Linked DNA regions of Sus scrofa: region 1 is linked to region 2. Evidence: chromatin contacts called from public HiChIP or PLAC-seq data. All regions are on one chromosome and are shown on one strand. Each heading gives the region's core, a stretch centred on a gene start, on an enhancer-like site or on the middle of the called end of the contact. The rest is flanking DNA. Distances are from core to core; before and after follow the strand shown.

Evidence for each region. HiChIP or PLAC-seq counts read pairs in DNA pulled down with a chosen protein or histone mark.
Region 1: an H3K27ac HiChIP or PLAC-seq map of skeletal muscle shows a contact between it and region 2. The contact joins two enhancer-like sites. A contact is called at or near these places in 2 of 2 datasets of contacts at active chromatin or transcription factors (alveolar macrophages and skeletal muscle).

What each region holds. Positions count from the first base shown.
Region 1 is chr13:109,997,573-110,003,512 of Sscrofa11.1, reverse strand. All of the region lies in intron 1 of TNIK (TRAF2 and NCK-interacting protein kinase), which reads left to right. Among named protein-coding and RNA genes, the nearest start is that of TNIK, 52 kb to the left of the region's middle. Within about 2 kb of position 1,807, at least 1 of the 83 cell types and tissues checked has an H3K27ac peak or open chromatin away from gene starts, as enhancers often do. A contact at or near this core is called in skeletal muscle, where this site is marked.
Region 2 is chr13:109,782,314-109,787,890 of Sscrofa11.1, reverse strand. All of the region lies in intron 4 of TNIK (TRAF2 and NCK-interacting protein kinase), which reads left to right. Among named protein-coding and RNA genes, the nearest start is that of SLC2A2, 170 kb to the right of the region's middle. Within about 2 kb of position 2,455, at least 4 of the 83 cell types and tissues checked have an H3K27ac peak or open chromatin away from gene starts, as enhancers often do. A contact at or near this core is called in skeletal muscle, where this site is marked.

The DNA.
Region 1 (5,940 bases), core at 558-3,057, 220 kb before region 2:
CAAGAAAATGAGGGAGTCTGATTTATATGTCATTTACAAAAGCTAAAGGGAACATTTCTTTGTTCACCTAAAGCATTCCACCTACCAGTTTTTCTTGTGATTTATCTTTTAATTTAATATTAAGTTTTCCCTACAGAGTTAGACTGCCTGCATTCAAATCCCCACACTTAATTGATGTGTAACCGTTAACACACTGCTTATCCTTTTCTCTGCCTCTGTTTCCTCATCTATAAAATGAAATAATGACTGTACCTACCTCTGCCAATCTTCATTGACTTATAAAGTCAGCTTTATTGATTTTTAAAAACTGTACCATTTTGAGGACTGTTATATCTGGCCATTATATAATGATTTAAAAAGAGATGCTGGATTTCAAATTTCTAATTGTGTTGAAAGTTTGAATTGACTTGCTGTGTTATAGGTTTAGCATAGAGAAATTACCGTCTAAAGTAAGTATTAGAGCTGAGTGGAGATGTTGTGCCAGCCTGGCAACCAAAAAATCCTGGTTTCTACCCCAAGTTCTGTCAGTTATGTGATTAGAAAAATCACTTAACTGCTCCAAGCCTTAAGACACCATGTCTGTGAAACTGGGGAAAATAATATTTTCCTTGCCAAGCTTATAGGCCCCATAAAGAGAATTAATTAGCGTAATCAATGAGAGAATATAGACGAACCTAATTTTTAAAAAAATTAAACTGTACACTCTGCAGTTGTGAAGTGGGTTTGACTGAAGGCTGGCAGGCATTTTAGATTCCTCAGATTTTCTTTAGCTCCCTTTTTTTAAACTCAAGACGCAAACTATCTTTAGTAACAGCCAAACATATGCAAGATCAGATTGCTCATCATTTCTTAACGAATGTGTTATGAAGATTCATTAAATTAATGAACTGATGAAAATTAGTTGAAGTGATAGGAAACAAAGTTGGCAAGTTTTAATTTTTATTCTGTTTACTTATTCCTTACTGTGGTTCTCAGAGGCTTTTGGAAACATGGGGCGGGTGAAAGGAGCATTTGGGTTGTCATCATGAATGAGGTGACATAATGGCATTCGATGGGCAGGAACCAGGGATGCTAGCCTCCATGCAATAAGCAGGGTAGTCCAGCTTAACAAATAATTGCCCTGCTCAAAATTCTAATTGTGCCCCCCTTAAAAACAGTTTGTTATCTGATTTCTATATCCTTACATAGGTCCTAGATGTGACCTTTTAAAGTCGTACCTAGCCAGTACCACTTTATGGAAAACAAATGGCTGCACTTCATGTTTTAATTAGTTGGAAATGCTTCTCCCACTTCTCTCTTTATCACTGATGTCATTTTCATGGCTGTAGCCATGTCTGGGGACTTTTTGCCTTCGACATTTGTAGATGGGCGCAGTAGGAAAGCCAGGCCGAGGTCAGCAGTGGTTGCTGTTATGTGCAAAACAAGACCAAGTAAAGCCACTGGCCTATCAACTCCTTTTTAAAAATTTTTAGAATCTATTTTCTTATAATTAATTTTTGAGTAGGTAATTTATTCCCATGGTTCAAAAATGAAAACAATGTAAAAGGTACACTTGAACCTCTATTCTTGTCCAAATCTATCCATTGCCTTCGTCGTCTCCTATAGTAGTCATTGCTATTAGTTTCTTACTATGCTTCCATTGTTTTTTTAGTCAAGCAAATGGGGATATGTAGTACTTTACTGCTGTTTCTAATGCGAGCTATTGTCTGTTTTCTTAGTTTCTTGTATGCTCATCCCTGCTATACCCTGGACTCTTGCTCGCGTAAGAGCTGCCCTCTGACAATATATTTAGCTACAGCAGGTGTTTAGCTTTCATCTTTCATCTTAGCTTTCCTTTCATCTGCTTGGAGCCACTTCTTCTGGAACCTTGGATCACCTCCAGTCTGGATGGCCTGTTGTCCTGCCATCCCGGGGTTTCCTTTTACGCTCCTGCTTTGCCCCACTGTGTAGGATTTTTTTTCCCTAGATTCCTTGTCTTCTCTTTCTTAGCCTATTTCTTTATTTTCAGGGAACATGTCTTTGAGGAGTTTTTGGAGAAAAGGTAGAAAATTTTAGACACTGCATACCTGAATATGTCTTCATTATGTTCTCAGGATTTCTGGATAGTTTTGCTTGTAAAGAGTTCTAGGTTGGAAGCTGTATTTATTTGTAGGCCTGTGATTATATGGGTAATGTGTAAGTGTGTGAATTTATTTCCTCCAAAAGATGGTAATGTTAATTGATTTGAGCTGGGTGTGATTCTGCCTACCCTGGAACAAAAAGACTAAAAAAGCAATATAGAAAAGAATTCTGAATTTCAGAGAGCTATCCTTTGATTCTGGTACTTTGTCTTTCCCACTAGGAATGAAGGGTGTTTTGGGGGGATGAAAGAAGGATAATTTTTTTTTTTTTTTTTTTTTTAATGGTCACATCCATGGCATATGGAAGTTCTCCAGCCAGGGACTGAATCTGAGCTGCAGCAGTAACCTACACCACAGCTGTAGCAACTCCAGGTTCATTAACCCACTGCGCCAAGCTGGGGATCGAACCTGCACTTCTGCAGTGACCCAAGCTCTGCAATTGGATTCTTAACCCACTGCACCAGAGTGGGAACTCTGAAAGAAGGGACCTTTTAATCAAGTGACTAAGTGCTGTTTTTTTTTGTTTTTTTTTTTTTTGTCTTATTGCCATTTCTTAGGCCGCTCTCGCAGCATATGGAGGTTCCCAGGCTAGGGGTATAATCGGAGCTGTAGCTGCCGGCCTACGCCAGAGCCACAGCAACGCGGGATCCGAGCCGCGTCTGCAACTTACACCACAGCTCATGGCAACGCCAGATCGTTAACCCACTGAGCAAGGCCAGGGATCGAACCTGCAACCTCATGGTTCCTAGTCGGATTCTTTAACCACTGCACCACGACGGGAACTCCCTAAGTGCTGTTTTAAGGATACTTTGGTAGACATTTCCATTGTATTACTGTCAATTTATGAAGGAAAAAAATGTTCATACCTCAATATGAACAGTACCAGAATTTCCCCTTAGTTTTGGAAACCCTTGATTATTCTGCTGATCCTTTTTCCTTCTTTGCATTCACTGCCAGGTGATTCATAGTCAAATTTGAGACCTACTACTGGCACCAAGAAAAGAGGCCTATTTGCATGTCCATTCATTTCTATTGGGCATCAAATATTTTCTCCTACCCTTCAGTTCTCTTTAGACATTACTTCACTTTCTTTTCCTAATTTTATTCTGCATGTGTCTTTGCCAACTTCCGCAAATCCTTTTCAAATGAGGTGGGAGCAGCAATAATGGAATACACGGGCTCAGATTGTCTTACCCTAGAACAGCCTCACATGGCCTTTCTAAAGAGAGCATTATTTTTCATTCTTTTTTTTTTTAAGTCTTTTGTACTGCCATATTTATAGTAAAAATGGTACCAGTTATTTTTTAGTCGTTATCTAAAGAATGCTCAACCACCAACTATTCAAAAGTAACTATGCGTGGAAACCTATAGAAATGTATGGTCATTAGCATCTCTTGTTTGAAGGGTTTAACACCCCACATTGCTTGTAAATTTTCCTTTTAACTGAGGAGTAACTGCTGACATATTTCACAAGTCCCTAGGAGACAGGGATCACTTTGCTTGGTTCTAGAAGTAAATAACAACAGCATTAGCAGCGGTGACAACTACAGCTAATTTATTGAGCTCTCGTTTTGTGTGAGACACTGGGCTGTGTTTAAATGCATTGCTTAATTCCTCCAGCTGCCCTTTAAAGTTGATATTAAATTGCTTCTTTGCTCCTTCCTGCCAATTTCTCCTGATACTCCCACATTTAATATTCATCTGACCATCTGCTTTTCACTTGGTCTCTGCATTGCTGAGTCCTATAGGGACACATCATTCCAGGGTGGACGTTGGTGCTCATGGACATTCCATAAAATGATGGTCCCCACCTCCTGTCCTCAGATGCCTTGCTCTGAGCTGCGCCCAGAGACCATGCTGAGACTTCATCGCCCCTAAATCCTCTGCTCTTGCCTAATCGCTTGGCAGGACCTTATCCTCTTGTTAAGAACTTTGAACTCCTGATTAGTTTTTGTGTTGAGTCCTTAGGGCTTTCTATATGTACTATTCTGTCATCTATGTAGAGTGACAGCTCTACTTCTTCCCTTCCAATCTGAATACCTTTTATTTCTTTTGTTTGTCTGATTGCTGTGGCTAGGACTTCCAATACTATGTTGAATGAAAGTGGTGAGAGTGGGCATCTTTCTCTAATTCCACATTTGAGCAGGAAGGCTTTCATCTTTTCTCTGTTGAGTATTGTATTGGCTTTGGATTTGTCATAAGTGGCTTTTATTATGTTAAGGTATGTTCCCTCAATACCCACTTTGGTAAGAGTTTTTATCATGAATGGATGTTGGACTTTGTCAAATGCTTTTTCTGCATCTGTTGAGATGATCATGTGGTTTTTGACTTTTCTTTTGCTAATGTGATGTATGATGTTGATTGATTTGTGTATGTTGAACCATTCTTGTAAACCTGGGTTGAATCCCACTTGGTCATGATGTATGATCTTTTTTATATGTTGTTGGATTCAGTTGGCTAAAATTTTGTTGAGAATTTTTGCATCTATATTCATCAAAGCTACAGGCCTGTAACTTTCTTTTTTGGTAGTATCTTTGTCTGGTTTTGGTATTAGGATGATGGTGGCTTCATAGAATGTGTTTGGGAGTGTTCCTTCTTCTTCAGCCTTTTGGAATAGTTTAAGAAGGATGGGTATAAATTCTTTGTATGTTTGGTAGAATTCACCTGTGAAGCCATCTGGTCCTGGACTTTTGTTTGTAGGGTGGTTTTTATTACATATTCAATTTCATTTCTAGTGATTGATCTCTTCCTCAATCTCCTCATTTTTAGGGTTTCAAAAAAATTTTTTTTCAGTAAGATGAAGAATACAATGGAATTTTACTTAATTTACAAAACAGCATAGCAAAGAATATTGTTGGGTAGGAAAGGTCTTTCTGGGAGCGGTCTGGAGCTAGCATTTTTTATGAGGAAAAATGAGGACATCAGGGCACGCATTCATGTATGATTTCTTAAAACCCTTATGAATCAAATTGAGAAAACTTAAAGTTTTAGGTCTTTGGTTTAATCCTAGGATGGCAAGAGTATTGTGTGTCCAGAGTATGTCTGCCACAATTTAAAACAACCCGCTGATCCTAGATCATTTTTGAGCCTGGTTAATTACTGGAAGCTGGGTCAGATCTAGGGCATCCTTGTGTGCACATTCCTGGGAAAGCCTTACTACAGAAGTTTTCTGGGACCCTGGCAATGGACCTGCTTCCCAGAAACCTGCTGGACAATTGCATGCTGCCCAGAGCAGGACAACCCATCAATCAGCACACTTCACTTCCTGATGCTTTGATTTTTTTGTGTTGTTGTTCCTTCCTCCTCTCCTGCATACAAAAGTAAAGCATGTTTTGTTTGGAAAACTTAGAAAATATTGAAAAAGTGTGGATAATAATGTACATTTAATTATCACCTATTATTCCATTGCTCAGATATAGACACCATTAAACATTTTGGTATATTTCTTTTCGGTATTCTTATTTATGCAAATACTCATGTACAGTTTTTTATTAATTAAATATGGATCAAACTCTATGTAGTGTTGTTTATTCTGTTTTTTGGTAATGATCTTTATTATGTCATGAAAAATTCTTATCAACATGATTTTTTTTATGGCTGCCTAGTATTCTAGCATTGAGATGTTCATAATTTATTTAACTAATCCCCTGTTGTTGAACATTTAGGCTGTTTCCAATCTGTGCTCTTATAAATAATGCTACATTTAATAACCTTGAACATAATTACTCCTGCATTGCTGATTATTTCTTTAGGACATATTTCTAGATGCTGAATGTTGCTGGGTTTCAGAGTGAGACCAGCACTCTTGTGATTGATGGCC
Region 2 (5,577 bases), core at 1,206-3,705:
GCTATAACATCTTGGTTTGGTAAAAAAATCATGCCTACTAATATATTGGGTTGTTTTATAATTGAAATGTAATGTGCTACAGTTAGTACCATTAAAATCCAACCACCTTAACTGAATCTTCTGCATAGTTCATTGAAATTTACTCCTTTCTTAGTTTTTTGCATCAGACATGAGACTTTCATTTGGGGTGGGGGATGGCATTTAGTTAGCATCTGGCACTTTTATTTCTAGAGAATTCTCTTTCTTCTTAAATACAGCTTAGGTTGCTTGTCTGGAGAAATGATTGAATATTCTTATTGTTGAGTAGAAAAGTTTAAGGCTGAATTTAAGTGCCTAAAATAGTAGTAGGAGTAATTATAAACAGTCTCCAAGTTTGGGGGCTGCCCCACTGCATGACCTCTTGAGACAGGATGTAAGCTACTTAGATACAAACACAGAGGTAAAGCTACACCTGATTTCATACTTTGCAGCTGGGCTTGAGTTCAACTTTAATGGAGCCATTTAATGGGCGATTATATGACAAGCATGTGAAAGTGATTTCTTCTTTTATCTCGGTGAATTTCACTTGAACTATGCCTAAACCCCTTTCCACCTTAGCAAAAGGAAGACTTTATGTATGCCCACAGTTACTCTGCTAATGGTCTAGACAACCCTCTGGTTCCTATTCTAGGTTAATTTTGAGACAAAGTCAATGTTCCTGTTTATGCTGCATTTCTCAACATTCTTAAATACCAAGTTACTAAGTCTCTAGAGCCAGTTTTTTGGGTTGTTTTTTTTTTTTTTCTTTTCCTGGTTTGTGTGTGTGTGTGTGTGTGTGTGTGTGTGTGTCGTTTTGTCTTTTTAGGGCCACACCCATGGCATATGGAGGTCCCCAGGCTAGGGGTCCAATCGGAGCTGTAGCTGCCGGCCTACACCACAGCCACGCCAGATCCGAACCATGTCTGCGACCTACACCACAGCTCACGGCAACACTGCATCCTTAACCTACTGAGCGAGGCCAGGGATCAAACCCACAACTTTATGGTTCCTAGTCGGATTCGTTTCTGCCGCGCCATGAGAGGAACTCCTCTTTTCCTGTTTTTGACTTGTCTGAAAACTTGCTCCTCGATCCATACCTCAGATTCTCTTATTTGAGTATAACATTCTGAGAGGCAGAGCTATAAATTTCTTATAGCCTTTAAGGTTAATTAGTTACTATGATTGAGTCCATGGCTCAAATGGACATATAACAGAAAATACCTTCCAGAAGATCCTAGGTGCATCCTGAGAAATTTGAGCACCAAGTACCAAATCCAAAATGCGCCTAACTTCTCGTTCCTTGAATGCTGCCATGCTGTCTCTGAGATGGGTGTATCCTTAGACATGGGCGGCTACAGAGCATTTCTAGTGGGCTGTCCTTTGGGCAGGCTTCCTGTAGCTAAAACACCAGTTGGCTCCGAATATTCAAACGGTCATTGTCATTCTCAAGGTACAAAGTTGTTCATATCTAGAAACTTTGTTGACAAAATCTGAGACTTCACATCCTTGGAACTCATCTTTTTATCTTCAGAAGACTAAGGATTTGTAGTTCAGGCATTCTCTTTTCAAGCCCAAAAATATAATGCAGAAGCCAAAGAGTTTTTACCCCCCAATACATGTTAGTTTAAAAATGAATGCAAAAACCTACTTAGGTTGCTTTTCCAGTTTGAAATTCCCAACAGTTTTAATTTTATTATGAAAATAAAGTTTGACTTTATTTTTGCATCAGTTGAATAAAATGATAAATTGTATACCCACCAATTTTTGTACTTCTGTACACACATTTTATATTGTGCAACTTAAACTACCTTTGGCACATGAAGCAGCATTCTGTAACAAAGTACTGAGTTTGAGTTTTGTTTACACCTTCATAAATCATGCAGATGGGATCTGCAGCTATTCCCAGCTACACATGATAAAAATATCCTGTGCCTTGCTGATGTTTCTGGACCTTCAAGGTTCGTAGGCTGATCCTTTGCAATCTTGTGAATTCTTGGAAGTTTATCTTTCCTCTCCTGTTCTTAGGGTGCCCCTGAAGTTGCTTGGTGCAAACCTCTTTCATTTTAGGTAGACTTTCATCCTCCTTCCCCCTCCTCCTCTCCCCATCTCCCATCCTTTCTTTTACTATAAAAGAGAAGGAATCTGTTAGTAGTCAGTTCTTCTTGTGGGCGACTGACTAGTGACATCTGTAAGGAATGTGTTCCTGTCAACATATTCTGCGCTAGTCCTACAGTTTTAAAATACCTTAAAGCTTTGTTTCTTGTTATAGGAACTTAAAACTGGTTATACCACAGGGAACCCAGAAATCATCCTAAGCCTTTAGACTGGCTCTGAGCATAAACCTTTTTAAATTCTTTCAGAGGTGACTGGGATTGGAAAGTGCAAGTAAGAAGTGACCACATCTGCTGAGTCCAAACCTATGCCCCTCCCAGTGAGGGGGTGGGTGACCTCAGTGAGAACTCAGATGGTGCTTCTGGAATTCCCCCTGGAATCAGCTGAGGCCAAAGTCCTTTTTCTAAAAAAACTGTCCTAAAGGAGGAAGAAAGCATAGGACACAATGATAAGTACCCACTCACTCCACAACCTCCAAGAGAAAACATCCTGCTCATCAGACAAAAACAAGTGATGCACAGCCATGCAATTTGTGAAATATATTGGAACACCTTGTTTTTTAAAATTAGCCATTTTAGTTTACATAGAAATAACTACCTGCATCCCATAATCCAAGCAACCCTTTCCCAGACAGCTGGGTTGCACCACACACCGTGCTGCTTTTTCAATGTCTCCTCCTTGACATTGTTCCAGATCGGCGCCCAGGCCCAGCCCCCGTGGTGCCCGAGCACAGGTTCATCCTCACCTTCAACTTAACCTTCCTCCTCGCTTCCTAAGTGACATACAGGTGTATTTAATTTTCTGACCCAATTATGTAGGTAATGTTGAGTGAGAATTTCAAATGTAAGATTCTTTTTAAACCTCTTCCACCATCATCTGACTTTCCAAATAAAAAGATCCAGTGTCCTGGAATGTACCACGGAGTCTTCTTGCTGTGTGACACGAGCTCGAAAAAAAAGACATGTGTCCTTGGTGTTCTTTCATGAATGGAAGTTTTAGAAGCACACGGGCCCAGTGCCCTTTATAGGTGCCCTTTCAGCTGCTTTCTCACCATCAGAGGGAAGTAGGTCTTGGGGAACTGTTAATGCTGTCTTCCAAGTTGGAAGCTTTTTTTAGAAATGCAAACAGACCAAAGAATGGATAAGTGATACATAGAGATTTCTGGCTACTAGAAGATTTACATTCAGAGACACAATTAATGTTCACACCAAACATATAAGGCTGATGATTTTATCTTGTTTTTATAATGATGGTGGTGGGGTGCTGAGCCCAGTGGGGTTAGGGGACATGCCCAAGGTCAGATGGCTACTACTTGAGAAAGCATGATGCTTTCAACCCTGCTTTAGCTACTTAATGAGTATATAGACCATGGATAAGCATTTCCAAAGAAAGAAAGAGAAGGGAATTAAAGAGAAAGAGGATTAATGGAATAATAACTGCAAATCACTTAGCCCAGTGCATGGCACATGGCAACTCCTCTGTAAGTGTTAGCAAGTATTGTTGCCCTAGTATCAATTCTTTGAGGACTTTCTTTCCTGGAGAATATTAATGATGCATTATTTCTTGCTTGTGAGATGTGAAGTTATTGACTTATCGCTGCTGGGCTTGGCATGTTGAGCCCTGTTTCTGTTTATTAATGTGATGAGGTTACTTGTGGTGAGGGTAGGTCCCTGCTGTGCAGTGGCAGTAATTATCAGTGTTGCTGTGTGGCTGCAGGAACCGATTGCTAGCAAATGCTGGTTTCTTTCTTTCTTTTTCTTAAAAAAAAAATCCCATTATATAATTTAACAATCATTTTGTTCCATAGTGAGATGAAAAGAATTTAGCAGCCTTCAGCTGGAGCTGAATGGCGAATCAAATTATAGAAATCACTGACATTAGTGCCCAGCTATAGCAGGATTGTTTCCTCCTGAATATCTGAAAGTGTTTTGTCCAATCTAATTTTGAAAGACTGGAGTCACTGGGCTTCCATTGCTCTCCTTGGGAACTGTAATTACATGGCCCAGTAGAGCTCAATGGTGGGGCATTTTCTCCAGCTGATACAGGCACCATCGATAAATTTGTAGGAGGTCTGGTCACTGTTTTTCAAAATGGGATTTGGAGAAGGGGCGCAAACATGTTTTGCTCACTGGAGAAAGTGTTCTTTTCTTTCTACCCAAGGATGTTTCTTTGGCCCTTCCTACAGCTGCTAAACCATGATATACATAAATGGGATTTTCTTTAACATTGTATTTTTAGCGAATTCCCCAAACACACAGAAGTAGACAGAACAATATAATGTGCCCCAAACTAGCTCCAACTGTCTTCAGTCAGTAGTCAACCATGCCCCATCTACATGCCCTTCTGTTTCTTCCCTTCTGTTATTTTGAAAAAAAATCTCATCACCTTTTTTAATGCTAATAAAATACACATAGCATGCAATTTACCATTTTAATACTTTTAAAAAGTATAATTCAGTGAGATTAAGTACACAGTGTTGTGCAACCATACCTCTGTCTAGTTCCAAAACTTTATCATCACCCCAAAAGGAAACTGTGTACCCATTAAGGCAAGTGCTTGGTAGCCTAGTGGTTGGTTTCTATCTCCAAAGACTTGCCTATTCTGAATATTTCTGTGAAAGGATTCATACAATGTATGGCTTTTTTCCTCTGCCTTCTTTCAATTAGCATAATGTTTCCAAGATTCATCCATACTGTATCATCCATGTTGCATCAGTACTTCATTCCTTTTCATAGCTCACTGGTACTCTGTTGTATGGATATACCCATATTTTGTTTATTCATGTAATGATGGACAATTTGGTTATTTCCACCTTTTGTATATAGTGAGCCCTGTTGCTGAACATTCATATGCAAGTTTTTGTTTGAACACCAGTTTTCAGTCTTTTAGGGGTATATACCTAGAAGTGGAATTGCTAGGTCATGTATATGGTATTTCTGTGTTTTAACTTGTTGAGGAACCATCAAACAGTTTGCCAGTTTATATTCCCTCCAGCAATGTAGGATGTTTCCAATTTCTCCACATTCTTACCAACAATTTATTTTCTGCTTTTTCTTTTTTTGAACCAGTCATCTTAGAGGGTGTGAAGTGGTATCCCAATGTGTTTTGCTTTCATTTTCCCAATGACTATTGCTGTTGAGCATCTTTTCATGTGATTGTTAGTCATTTGTGTATCTTTGGAGAAATGTCTATTCAAATGTTTGGCCCATTTTAAAATTGTATTATTTATATTTTTGTCATAGAGTCATAAGAGTTTTTTTTTAAATATATTCTGGATACTAGACCCTTCCTACATATATGATTTGCAGATATTTTTCCCATTCTGTGGGTTGTCAATTCACTATCTTGATAGTGTCCTTTGATACAAAAAAATTTAATGTTGATGAAATCCAATCTGTCTCTTTCTTTTGTTGTTTGTGCATTTTTCTTTGGCTACATCTGTGGCAC